Linked DNA regions of Muntiacus reevesi: region 2 is linked to region 1. A link is a contact called in public Hi-C data. All regions are on one chromosome and are shown on one strand. Each heading gives the region's core, a stretch centred on a gene start, on an enhancer-like site or on the middle of the called end of the contact. The rest is flanking DNA. Distances are from core to core; before and after follow the strand shown. Region 1 holds the start of NPM3 (nucleophosmin/nucleoplasmin 3). Region 2 holds the start of ARMH3 (armadillo like helical domain containing 3).

Region 1 (6,130 bases), core at 1,608-4,107:
AAGGGTCCAGGCTGGCTCATAGATGGCCTGCATGACTGGTAGGAGGAGCAAAGACTGGCCTCTACCTTACCCCTCACAGGTCCTCTTGGGGCCTGAGCCCCCTCATGGGGCCAGGGATGCACATTCCTCAGGCTGCTTAAGCCCCCTTATCTGCCCCCCTGCCCATCAGCCTGAGTGGTGACAGAGGCCCAGACCCCTTGTTTAGATGCTGATAACCTCCTGGGATGGCCCTCCCCCACCAAGGGACTGGGAAGGGGCTTGGTGTTGGGAGGTCCTCATCTAGGAAGGCAGCTGGGGCCCAGGGCTGGGCTAGTCCCAGCGCTCTGGGAGTAGCAGGATCCCACATTTCCTCACCCTTCCCCAGGTCCAGGGCCACCCTCTGTGCTGCCACAGTGCCACCTGGTGGTCCCTAGGGGAATGCCACCCCAGGAGGGAAAGAAGCCACACAAATGAGTTGCAAAAAACCCCTCATCTGCATTTTATTTCAAACTTTATCCAAAAATGTAAAAAATATTAAAAATGTTTAGTCCTGAGCTTCAGATGCTGACCTCCAACCTCATAGGCAAGTGGGAAGAGAAGGTCAGGATAGAAGTTCAGAGTTCCTCCCACTCCTGGAGAAAAGGGAAGCTTGGGGTGAAGTACAGGATTAGCACACCAGGGTCCTTTGGAGAATGGGACACCCGTTCTCCTTACACCAGACCAAGACCCCCACCCCCAACCCCGCCCCTGCCCCCAACCCTCTTCAATGGAGAAGATACAAAGTTCTTGAAACTTGTCCAGGAACCTGGTGCATGTGGCAGGCAGCTAGCTGACCTGAAGAGAGCAAACCAGGGGTCAGCATCGATGTCCAAACATGCTCCTCCTGTCCCCTCCCAGGCCCCTCCAACTCACCAAGGAGTGTTAGAGCCTGCGCCCCAGCTTCTTGGCAGGGAGGATAGGACATAACTCAGCTTCCTCCTCCTCACTCCCATCTTCTTCACTCTCTTCCTCAGAAAGATCATTGCTTATAGTAACTGGTACACAAGCAGTCAAGGGAGGAAGAGAAGTTAAAGCCACACCCCCTTCATACTACATGTCATTTATTCATGCCCTGTGGCTCTAGGCTTGCAGGGACTCTGACCTCCCAAAGCTTATGGCCTAGATGGGAAAAACCTCAGATACTAAACTAGATAACAAAGAGTCAAAGGGCTTCCCTGGTGGCTCAGTCAGTAAAGAGTCTGTCTGCAATGTGGGAGACCTGGGTTTGATCCCTGGGTCGGGAAGATCCCCTGCAGAAGGAAATGGCATCCCACTTCAGTATTCCTGCCTGAAGAGTTCCATGGACAGAGAAGCCTGGTGGGCTACAGTCCATGGGGTCACAAAGAGTCGGACACGACTGAGTGACTTTCACTTTCACTTTCAAAGGAGTCCACATCAGTGGAGCTGGATAAGCTGGGGTAGGTTCCGTGAAGAACAGCTGAAGTAGCAAAGTGGAGGATCTTTAAAGTGGAGTAGTAGAGTAGTAAAGTAGTAAAGTCCTCGGAGAAGGCAATGGCAACCCACTCCAGTACTCTTGCCTGGAGAATCCTAGGGACGGCGGAGCCTGGTGGGCTGCCGTCTAAGGGGTTGCACAGAGTCGGACACGACTGAAGCGACTTAGCAGCTGCAGCAGTAGCAGTAAAGTCCAGGGTCTGTATGGGAACTGCACTGGGAGATATGGCTGGGGTGGGGTAGGAGTCCAGATGGAGAGTCTACTGGAGGCAAAGGAGAAAATTCTCACCAATCTGGTGCCGCCCAGTGATGCGCACAGGGCCAGAACCTGACTTCAGGCGGAAGGTTACAGGTGGTTGGAGCTGGAAGTCATCCAAACTGAGCTGGGAGAAAGACAAGGATGAAGGCCTGGCCCATTCCTAGCCCATCCCACCTTGCGTGAAGTCCTGAAGTCCTCAATTCCTAACTCCCAGCCTCCCAAGGTATGGCCAGGGAACTCACCATCGGTTGGCAGGACAACTTGAGGTTGGCCACAGGGACTGCGATCTCCTGGTGGTCATGATTCCGTGCCACGACTTCTACCACATTACACTCATCTTTGGCCCCCTCGGTGAGGCAGAGCTGGGAAGGTATATAGGGCCTCGGAGTCTCCCCCAATAAGGGTGGACACCACAAGTGGAAGCATCTACCCTACAACCTGCCCAGCCTCCGAGGTCCCTGGATCGCCTGGCCAGGGGAGCCCCTACGTGGGGATTAAGCAGAGTAGATGACTCCCAATAGAGCGGGAAAGAATAGACACGCGAGTAGAGCCTGTTTAGGTCAACCAATTAACCTCCACTCCCCCTACCCCGCCCCTTACCATGGTCAAAGCCAGCACATGCTCCGCGTCATCCTCTTCCTCTACCTTGAAGGTGAAAGAGCGGGTGTGGCCTGAGAGCTCACAGCCTGGAAGAGGTTAACAGTGTGAATGTGCTTCAGTGTGCGGAGGGCATTTCACCAAATCCCGTTCACCTGCAGCCATGGACTAACCGGCCATTCACACGGCCACGTGTCAGGAACCTCTGGAGCGCTAGGCCCGGGCCCACCCCGAACAACTAGGGCAGGAGCCTGGCTCTCCCCTCCGGTTCAGGCTGCCGCGGGAGGCCCCCTCCGCCCCCACCCACGGCGTGCCCACGTCTGCATTCCCGTTCCTCAGCCCTGCTTCTAACCCAGCACCACCCTCAGCCTCTCCTTTCCTCAATACCGAAAAAGAAACTGTCCATAGTGACCGGGGCCGGGACTTGCAGACTGCCGACCCCCCCAGCTCGGACTCGGCTCTCCTGATCCAAAAACGTCAAGGCGGCCGCTGCGCCAGCTGCCATGCTGCTAGGGCCTTCTGCGGCTCCGCCTCCGACACGTACAAAGCCTGGGACTCGCGGCGGTTCCGGCCCCGCCTATTAAAGGAGACGCTGGCGAGGCACCCTGGGTCCAAGGCGTCATCGCCGTCTCCTTCAGTTCAGTTGTGTCCGGCTGTTCGCGACACCATGGACTGCAGCAAGCCAGGCTTCCCTGTCCATCAACTCCCGGAGCCTACTCAAACTCCTGTCCATTGCGTCGGTGATGCCATCCAACCATCTCCTTAAGCAGTCTCGCAGTATGTCGCGTCTGCTTTGCATATCTTTGCAGAGTGCCAAGCATTAGCTTGGCATTAACGTCCTTGCTCACTTCAACGACCAAGACTTTCTGAGGGAGGCTCCTGCCTCCATTTCCTCTAGTTCTGCACTCAGAGCCTCTAAGTGTTCCCCTCACCCACCCCAGGCTAAGCTTTCATTAAATACGTGAAAATGCAAGCCTTCCCAATTCTTCCAGCAAAGGCGAGATATAGTGCGTCGTTTTTCTTAAAAAAGCGAACACAGATTTGCTGTCCCTCCAAAGGAATGGAGCATGAGGCAAGACTTTGAGCTTGTTACTTAGTACCCAAACCACTCCATCCACTCCCGGATATGCAACGATCCTGCGGCTCACTATCCACACGGTTGTATACCTACACTTAACTCCAGATGCTGGCGCTTGCTAGCAGAGGAGTTAGCTAAAGCGTGGGGCTAATTGCTGCTCCTGTCAAGAGGCAGACTAGTCCAGCCTAACGTTGACTGACGTCTTAGACTCTGTCTCATAATTCGGGATCTGCCTTCAACTTTCACCTTTTGACCAAAGAATCAGGCAATTTTCCTTATTCTATTAGGTGGCATGAACTAACTCAAAACTAGTTGCCTTCATTTACCCCCAGGTTATAACTGTGTCAGGAAGGTGGCCTGGCCAAAACGAGTCTACTTGTATCTTTTGCCTTGCCTTGAGGAAAATATGGAAGGCAATCTTTTACTAGAGATAGAAGTAGGAGAAAACCGCCTTTAAGACCCAGTCCTTAAGTTGAAACAGCTTTGGAAAGGAGGAATACTTGCTTAGGAATGCAAGAGCAGGAAAAAAGGCAGGAGGCAAAAACAAGGAGGAGGTTTACACAGTACACAACCACACACATTCACTTCAAGTTTTATTTTGCCTCTTGTATGGTCTTCAGATAGTTTTACATACAGTTCATTTTCTACAGGAACTGAGCTGTGATCTAAACAATCAATGAAACATCATCCCAACCATAATAAATAGCCATAACCATAGAAGATAGACAGCACAGCATTTTACGATCTTAGAGGCCTGGACATCTGTTTCATAGTTAGCTCTGTGACCAGAATACCAGCCAAACTGATTATTAAAAACAAAGATAAAGCTGCAAGCAAACTTGCTGAAAATCCTGATTCCACTGGAGGATGACCATGGAATCCACCAGATAAAATGCTAGAAATGTCCACTAGTGTACAAAATGTACTTAAAAGAGAAAAACAAAGTGACATTAAGCCGATAGAGACCCTCCCTTCATCTCAGCCTTTGAAAATACAAACTTGGTTCCAGTTGTACAACATACCTTCCATATCCTGCTACCAGTTACTGGTTTCTAACCCTGAATGTAACCCTCCTTCATTCATGTCACCCATTCGCTGCACACTCACAGGCTTTGGTTGAAAGTCACTAGGTACAATCCCTTAGAAGACTTTTTTCAAAGCCTACACTGATGGAAATCTATGAAAGAAAATGTTTTAAATTTTCTTCTCCTTGACCCTCTTCCCTCTTAGCTCACTTAAACTGCTGATACAAAACTGCTGGGAAGCAAAGTAACAAAACATTGTTACAGAGAAGTCAGTAAGCCATGATAAAAAAAGAAAATGAATCCTGCAGAGCAAGATTCAATGCAAGAGCATTTGCTCAGAACCCTTAAAAACACCAAATCTAAATTAAAATACTTGAAGCTTTCAGAACCTGCAGTTAAAGGAAAGAGAAAAGGGAAACCGTAAGTCATTGGTTAAAGTGTACTCATTCTTTTAAAAATTAGATACAAACATGCAAGAACTAAAGACTGATTTAATAAAACCAGTAGTAATCTCTTGAAATTAAAGGACAACTGACCTGTGGGCAAATGGGATCAATCAGTCCCCAAACCCTACTTGCCAGATGTCAAAACTACCATTTCACATGCTGACCTGCATTGAGGTTAATTTCCAGAAATGACTGCACTTTGCAACAGATTGTGAGTCCTATGAAGTTAGGCTCTTATACCCAAAGTGGTCATGGCCTAGCCCTAGGTGGGAGGCACTTTGAAAATAATAAAACTTCTTTTAAAAACAAAACAAAACCAAAGACAAAAGTAAAGAAAATTCACTGTCCACTGATTTACATTATTCAAAGTGCCATTCTGAACCGCACCCTTTCATTTTCAAAAGGAAAATTACAAAAACACAGAGGATAGTCAGGTTACAGCTAGTTTATATACATTTTTTTTTTTTTACAAGTTTGTCACTTTTAGGCTTTTGCCACAAACAACTGCACATCTGTCCCTACAAATCACAACTTGCCTGAACCATTGGTCACTATGAGACAACCAGCCAAGGCTTTACAAAAAAGCAGAAAAACCGTCCAAACTGAAACCGTTTCCTCAGCTTAAACTATGCCATAACCATCCCACTTGGACTCTCCACCCTGAGGCCTCTGAACCCAAATCTTTTCCATCTTTGTCACGTCTCTAAAGCATGATATACATTTTCAGTCAATAAGCCAAGGAGGATGACAAATGATTCATTACTCTTAGGTGAGAAATGCAACCACACTGGATGCAGAAAACAGTGCTGACTACATTTATTGACGACCACCTCCCTATAAGACCATGTAAGAGGTCCTGGCACCGAACACAAAACCCAACAAGGAGGCCCAAATCTCTTTCCTACAGGATTCGCAGCAGTATTATCTTCTTCCAACCAGTGAGTAAGTATCTCTAAGTATGATGCGTGAGTTTTACACAGTTCTGTTTCCAATCTGAATTGGTTGATTCATTGCCACTCCAGAGGCTGAGCTGTATGAAGACCCCAACCACCACCCACCAGGTGAAGTTAAGACTTTCCGACAGTTCATAGTGCCAGCGAATGTCACAGGCTCCGACCAAGTATAACCACATCCTTTGGAAATCCTTCCATTTTTGCAATTTCAAAACAGCCCAACTTGCTGTAAAATTCCAAAATTCTTTTATCATCAGGTCTCACTTCACAGAAAGCCCCTCGGGACCCTAGGGAAAAAAACA
Region 2 (6,130 bases), core at 1,467-3,966, 230 kb after region 1:
TTTCTTTCCTGACTTCCACCATGTCTTTACTCATGCTGTTGTCTCCAACTTTTCCTTACCTGCTCAAATTCCTTATAAAGAAATAGACATTATTTTCCCAGGAGCTTTTTCATTTTCCAACACCCAACTCAAATACTTCCTCCCTGCAGATTGCCCTGACTCTCCAGGCAATGGTAGTATTTCCTTCACATCCAATAAATTCCTTTAAATGGATATGTAACACGCAGCACTACAACTTTCATGTGAATATGTCTCTTTGATGTTCTTGAAGAAAGACAGTCATCTTTCTTTTTTTTAAAGTAAGAAGTGGATTTATCTTGAGAAACACACTCCACAGACAGTGTGGGCCATCTCCGAAGGCAAGAGGCCTGATACTCATATATCTAACCCCAGATAAGTGCTCCATAAATGTGTGTTGAATAGAGTTCACCCTCATATATCCTGGATCAATTTATTATTTGGTTAGTTTCCCCAAATTTTATGGATTTCTGGACTTGGCTCTATATAAAAGTAACTTTCATAACACTGCTTTGAGTTTTCAAGAGGTTTTATTATTACTATTCAAATGTCTAACGAGTATATGAATTACAATGCCTAAGCATCCTATGAGAATACCTTAAAGGCTCCCCTGTTCACTAAGGAAAGATTAAGAGTACTCGTTCACAATCCTAACAAGAAGAATCATCCTTTCTTCTAGACTTATCTGATATCTGGAAAAGCCCTCACACAGGAGGTACGGTGCACACAAGACCAACTAAGGCACACCGAAAATAATCCCAATTAACTTGAGCTAAATTAACAGCAGACAAAAACCCTACTTGCCCTCCTTTACAAAGTCAGTGAGAGTACAGAATAGTAAAGAAACAGCTCTCACTACACGCAAAACTTTTCCTGGAGAGGAGGAACTGGGGCGGGTCAGATGATCCACATTTACTGGGCCCTGCCCAAGCCTCTACTTCTCCACGTCGAGAGGCAGCACTCCTCAGCCTCCCATAGTTCTCCTTCCCCAAGGAACCAGCTTTTATTTCCTGTTTCTTCCCTACACCTTACTGGAAACAGGTTCGTTTCCCCGGTTCACACCTAGTTAGCGAGAGAAAACATGGTAGCTTTGTGTGAAGGGTGGGCTGAAGCTCGACGGTCAGAGACTGTAAAGCAGGACAGGATGGAGCCCTTCCGGGACACCTGAACACTCGGGCACACAGGGCTTCCTCTAGCCCTTCTCCTGGGTCTTACTCCGCGCCCTCACCTCAGGGCCAGGATGGGGTGAAGGCCACTCGGATGGGGTGAACACCACTCGGGTGGGAACAACCTGGGAGAAAAGCTCTCAAGGTAGCCTGAGGAGTCCGGGTCAGCCTCGTGCCGGGTCAAAGGTCAGCGCCTCGGCTGCCAGGAAAGCCCACCAGGGACCCGAAGCGGCACTGAGAGTTAGAGGGACCGGCTGCCAGAGGAGCGCTCGGCTTCTCGCTTCGCTTCGCTCCGCTCCGCCGTTCGGGGCCCACCCTCCCCGCCGCACGCAGCCTCCGCCCGCCTCAGCAGCTGCCCTGCCTCCCTCCCTCTCCCCGCGTAGTCCCCCCGGCGAGCGCAGGCCCCGCCCCCAGGGCCGCTTCAGGGCCAAGGCCTAGTAAGGCAGGACCCGCAGAGGTTGGCCAGGTTCGGAAACCTGCCCGGGCCGGCAACGCTTACCGAGCCCCTGGCTCCTCCTCCACCACCCGCGCCGCTCCCGGGTCCGCTCGCTCCCGACGCCACCGATACCGCCGCTGCTCCGGACTCACGGACGCGCTCCCGACCTCCCCCGACCCTTCCCCCCAGCCCGTCGTGTCCCGCTGGGTCCTAAAGTCTGCCGCTGATAGGTTCGCCTGCGCCCGCTGCCTGAGGCTGGCTCGGACCACGATTCCCAGCAAGCATCACAAAGACTACGATTCCCGAAATGCACCGCGAGAAAGAAATTAGCAAAAGGAACCTGTATCAGGAGTCTACTGGATACAAGTTGAATTAGCAGTTTCTTTAAATATGGCAAATTCTGAAATAGGCAAGTTTGGGGAGGAAGGTGATGTTTAGGAAATGTCTATTAAATATCCAGGCAAAAGTATTTAGTAGACGTTTGGATATCTTCTATTGGAATTCTGCAGAGATATCTTGGCTGTAGATAAATATTTTGGAGCCATTGTCCTAGTGGTAATGGTTCACGCCACAAGAAGGAAAGAAATGGTCTAGGAAGAGGGTTAAAAAATAATAATAATGGGGGGTGGGGGCAGAGAGAAAAGGGCCCCAAACGGAACTTTAAACCAGCATTAAAAGGATGGTGGAGAAAGAGAAACCAATAACAAAGTTCTGGATATAGTACTATCTAAAAAGGAGGAAAATTAGAGGGGAAGAAAATGCTGTGGAAACTATAGGAGGGACTTTCAATAAGGAAGTTGTCAAATGTCTCAAAGAGAAAAGGAAACTAAAATACCTTGGAGACCTCAGGAAAATCTGCTTCTGATAAGTAGTGGTTTGAGAAATGAATGGAAGAAGAGAAAGTAGAGACAACAAATGCTAAATCTGCAAGAAACTTGATTGTGAAGGGAGAAGGAGTAATAGGGGTGACAGTTGGGGGAAATAAGAATGAAAGAGTGGCTTCCAAAACAGGACAAACTGGCGAGTGTTTGTATGTTGAGAGCTGCTATTGCTGCTAAGTCGCTTCAGTCGTTTCCGACTCTGTGCAACCCCATAGATGGCAGCCCACCAAGCTCCTCTGTACACAGGATTCTCTAGGCAAGAATACTGGAGTGGGTTGCCATTTCCTTCTCCATACTGAGAGCAAGAGGACAAAATGAGGCTGATGAAACAGATATGGATGCAATTCTCAGGGAAGTTGTGCAGAAAGGGAGGGAGGGGCAAGGCTCATGGACTGGAATTGGAGGACAGAAGAATACTACAGCATCTGAGAAGGCAATCTGGGGTGGAAAGAACTCTTGCATGTCAATTTGTAGGTGCTGAAGAGATTACACACAGACTCAGTACCATTAAAGTACGTTTTAATTTTGTTTTCTAGCACAATGTTAGTTTGGATGGGTTGTTGATAAAATGGTTTGGTGCAATGACCCTAGACCCAGATTGCATGTGGTTGAAATCCTACCTCTATCTCTACTGCTTAATAGGTGTGTGATCTTGGTCAATGTACCTTATCTCTCTGTGCTTCATTTCCCTCATTCCCCCCCCCCCCATTTCCCTCATCTTTAAAAGGGGGTGGGAGTCACAGTACTTGCTAAGAAAGTACTAGCTATTGTTTTTTCCACTAGATTGTCATTCCGGGAAGCTGAGGTTTTCTTTTTTGTTCAGGTTTGTCTCCCCAAAGCCAGGCACTTAGTAGGTGCTCAATAAAAAATTTCATTAATAAATTGGAATGAGAGAGCGTGGCTTGGAAGGAAGGGAAGCGTTAGGAGTTGGATACTGAAAGGGCTGGAATCTGGATTCTTTAGTCAGACTCTGGGCCACTCCCCGGCTTCCTGGGGCCTGAGGCAGCCAGCCTCTGAAAGCGTCCCCAGGGTTGGCGAGGCCGGAGGCTCTGAGACCATTGGGTGCTCTCGCGGCTCCTCCCACAGCTATGCCCCTGTAGCCGCCCCCAGCCCCTTGATGGGCGGTGTTATGCCGGCAGGGCGTAAAACAGACGCTGGTCTAGAGCTAGCCGTGAGGGGCGGGGCTGGGCGGGGCTGAGTCTTAACCCGGCCTTGGCTCGCCCAGTCGACCGGGGACGGAAGTCTCAACCCCATCCTCGACTTCCCGCGGGAACCCGGCACTGAGAGACGGGCCTTGCCCTAGGTGCGGCGGGCCTAGGCGTGCTCCGGCACGGACTGCACCATGAAGCGTGCGGGGACTCTGCGCTTGCTCTCAGATCTGAGCAACTTCAGCGGCGCGGCCCGGCTCCGGGAGTTGCTAGCCGGGGACCCAGCCGTCCGAGTTCGCTGCAGCCCAGACGGCCGCCACCTACTGTTGCTGCGACCTCCGGGATCACCAGCCCCGCAACTGCTGGTCGCGGTGCGTGGACCCGGCGCGGAGCTGGAAAGTGCCTGGCCGCCTGGCCAGCCCTCACCTCTAGACGCCTTCCTTCTGCCGTGGCCGGCGCGATCGGCGCTAGTCCTAGTGTGGGAGAGTGGCCTAGTAGAGGTGTGGGGCTCGGGGGTGGGGCCCGGCTGGCGGCTGCTGCAGAGCACCGAGCTGTGTCCTGGAGGTGGAGCCCGTGTGGTGGCCGTGGCGGCGCCCCGAGGCCGCCTGGTGTGGTGCGAGGAGCGGCAGGCCGGCGCTGAGAGCCAGGTCGGGCCTCCCGCAGTGGCTTTCAGCCACTGTGTGTGCGTCAGGACCCTCGAGCCCAGCGGGGAGGCCGGCACCAACCTGAGCAGCACACACATACTGCTGCACCACTGCCCTGCTTTCGGGCTGCTGACCTCCCGCAAGGACCTCTTCCTGGTGCCCACTGCCACCACCTGGCCTGGCTTGGGTCATATTCTGCTCATCTGGAGCCCAAGCAAGGGCAAGGTAGTGGTGACCGCCCCATGTCTTGGCCTCTCCCACAGTAAAAGCCTGAATCCTGGAAGAGGGGACACATGGGACTTCAGGACACTGCTCCGAGGCCTTCCTGGACTGCTGTCCCCCAGGCAGCCATTGACTGTACATACCTGGGCCCCAACTCCCCAGGGCCTGATGTGGCTTGACTTCAGGGGCACCGTAAGCCTGGTACAGCCCCACGGTGGCTCCCGGACTGTTGGCACCCTGCAGGAGGCACCTGCCAGCCTGGCAGGGTCTGCAGCACTGGGCACCTTTCATGGCACTCTGGCCTGTGTGCTGGGCTCCACATTGGAACTGCTGGACATGGGCAGTGGGCAGCTGCTGGAGAGGAAGATCCTGAGTACAGACCGAGTACATCTGCTGGAACCCCCCGCCCCTGGCATGGAAGATCAGGAAGAGCTGGAGACTCGAGGGGGTCTTCGTTTGCTTTCAGCTGTGGGTCTGTTTCAAGTAGGCTGGAAAACCCCACAAAGCCTTGAGCTGCCTTCAGCTGAAGACATGGTGTTTGAGGAGGCCAGCAAGTACTACCAGCGACGGAGTCTGCGGGGTGCCCAGCTCACCCCAGAGGAACTGCGACAGAACAGCACATTCCGGGCACCTCAGGCCCTGGCATCCATCCTCCAGGGCCATGTGTCCCCATCAGCACTGTTGGCCACACTGAGGGCCGAGCTTCGGGATTACCGGGGCTTAGAACAGCTCAAAGCCCAGCTAGTGGCTGGGGATGAGGAGGAGGCCGGCTGGACTGAGCTGGCAGAGCACGAAGTGGCACGGCTGCTGAGGACTGAGTTGATGGGAGACCAGCTGGCCCAGCTCAACACCATTTTCCAAGCCCTCCCTACAGCAGCCTGGGGTGCCATCCTCAGGGTCCTGCAGCTCCAGCCAGATGGCAATGGCCATCTAAGGTCCCAAGCTCCCCCAGATGTGTGGAAGAAGGTACTGGGGGTTACAGCAGCTGGAAAAGAACCACCCAATGGCATACTGCCCCCCTTTGAACTCCTGTGCCAGTGCCTCTGCCGGCTGGAGCCACAATGGCTGCCACCCTTTGTGGAGCTGGCCCAGCAACAGGGGGGGCCTGGCTGGGGTGCAGGAGGCCCAGGGCTGCCCCTCTATCGCCGAGCCCTGGCAGTACTGGGTGAGGAGGGAACTAGGCCTGAAGCACTGGAGCTAGACCTACTCTTGGGCAGTGGGCGGCCCAAAGCTGTGCTCCAAGCTGTGGGGCAGCTGGTGCAAAAGGAACAGTGGGAGCGGGCTTTGGAGGCTGGCCTGGCCCTCAGCCCCTCCAGCCCCCTGCTTCGAAGTGAGATCTTCAAACTGCTCTTGGCCGAATTTGCCCGGCATCGCCGGCTTGATGCTCACCTCCCCCTGCTTTGCCGCCTGTGCCCACCAGACCTAGCTCCAGCTGAACTCCTGCTTCTACTGCGGACATACCTCCCAGATGAGTTGGAGCCCCCCGCCCCATTCCCTGAGCCTGGGGCAGAGCCCCCTCTCACTGTGGGCTTGCTCAGAGCCCTGCTGAAGCAGACTGGGACTCAAGGACGAGCCTCTGGCCCAGTTCTAAGCTTATATGAGGACATTCTGTGGG

The links. Hi-C and Micro-C count contacts between places; a contact is called where the count stands out from the background.
Region 2: a contact with region 1 is called in a Hi-C map of muscle, with 2.9 times the contacts expected there. The contact joins the promoter of ARMH3 here to the promoter of NPM3 in region 1. A contact is called at or near these places in 2 of 3 Hi-C or Micro-C datasets (blood and muscle).

What each region holds. Positions count from the first base shown.
Region 1 is chr2:145,116,861-145,122,990 of mMunRee1.1, forward strand. It overlaps NPM3 (nucleophosmin/nucleoplasmin 3), which reads right to left and starts at 2,858. Exons shown (of 6, transcript XM_065920086.1): 1 at 2,714-2,858; 2 at 2,330-2,415; 3 at 1,972-2,091; 4 at 1,760-1,853; 5 at 892-983; 6 at 726-813. The coding sequence starts at 2,831. The coding sequence ends at 901. It overlaps OGA (O-GlcNAcase), which reads right to left. Exons shown (of 16, transcript XM_065923177.1): 16 at 3,985-6,115. The coding sequence ends at 5,979.
Region 2 is chr2:145,348,018-145,354,147 of mMunRee1.1, forward strand. ARMH3 (armadillo like helical domain containing 3) reads right to left here and starts at 2,717. Exons shown (of 26, transcript XM_065923189.1): 1 at 1,684-2,717. It overlaps HPS6 (HPS6 biogenesis of lysosomal organelles complex 2 subunit 3), which reads left to right and starts at 3,746. Exons shown (of 1, transcript XM_065920087.1): 1 at 3,746-6,130. The coding sequence starts at 3,844.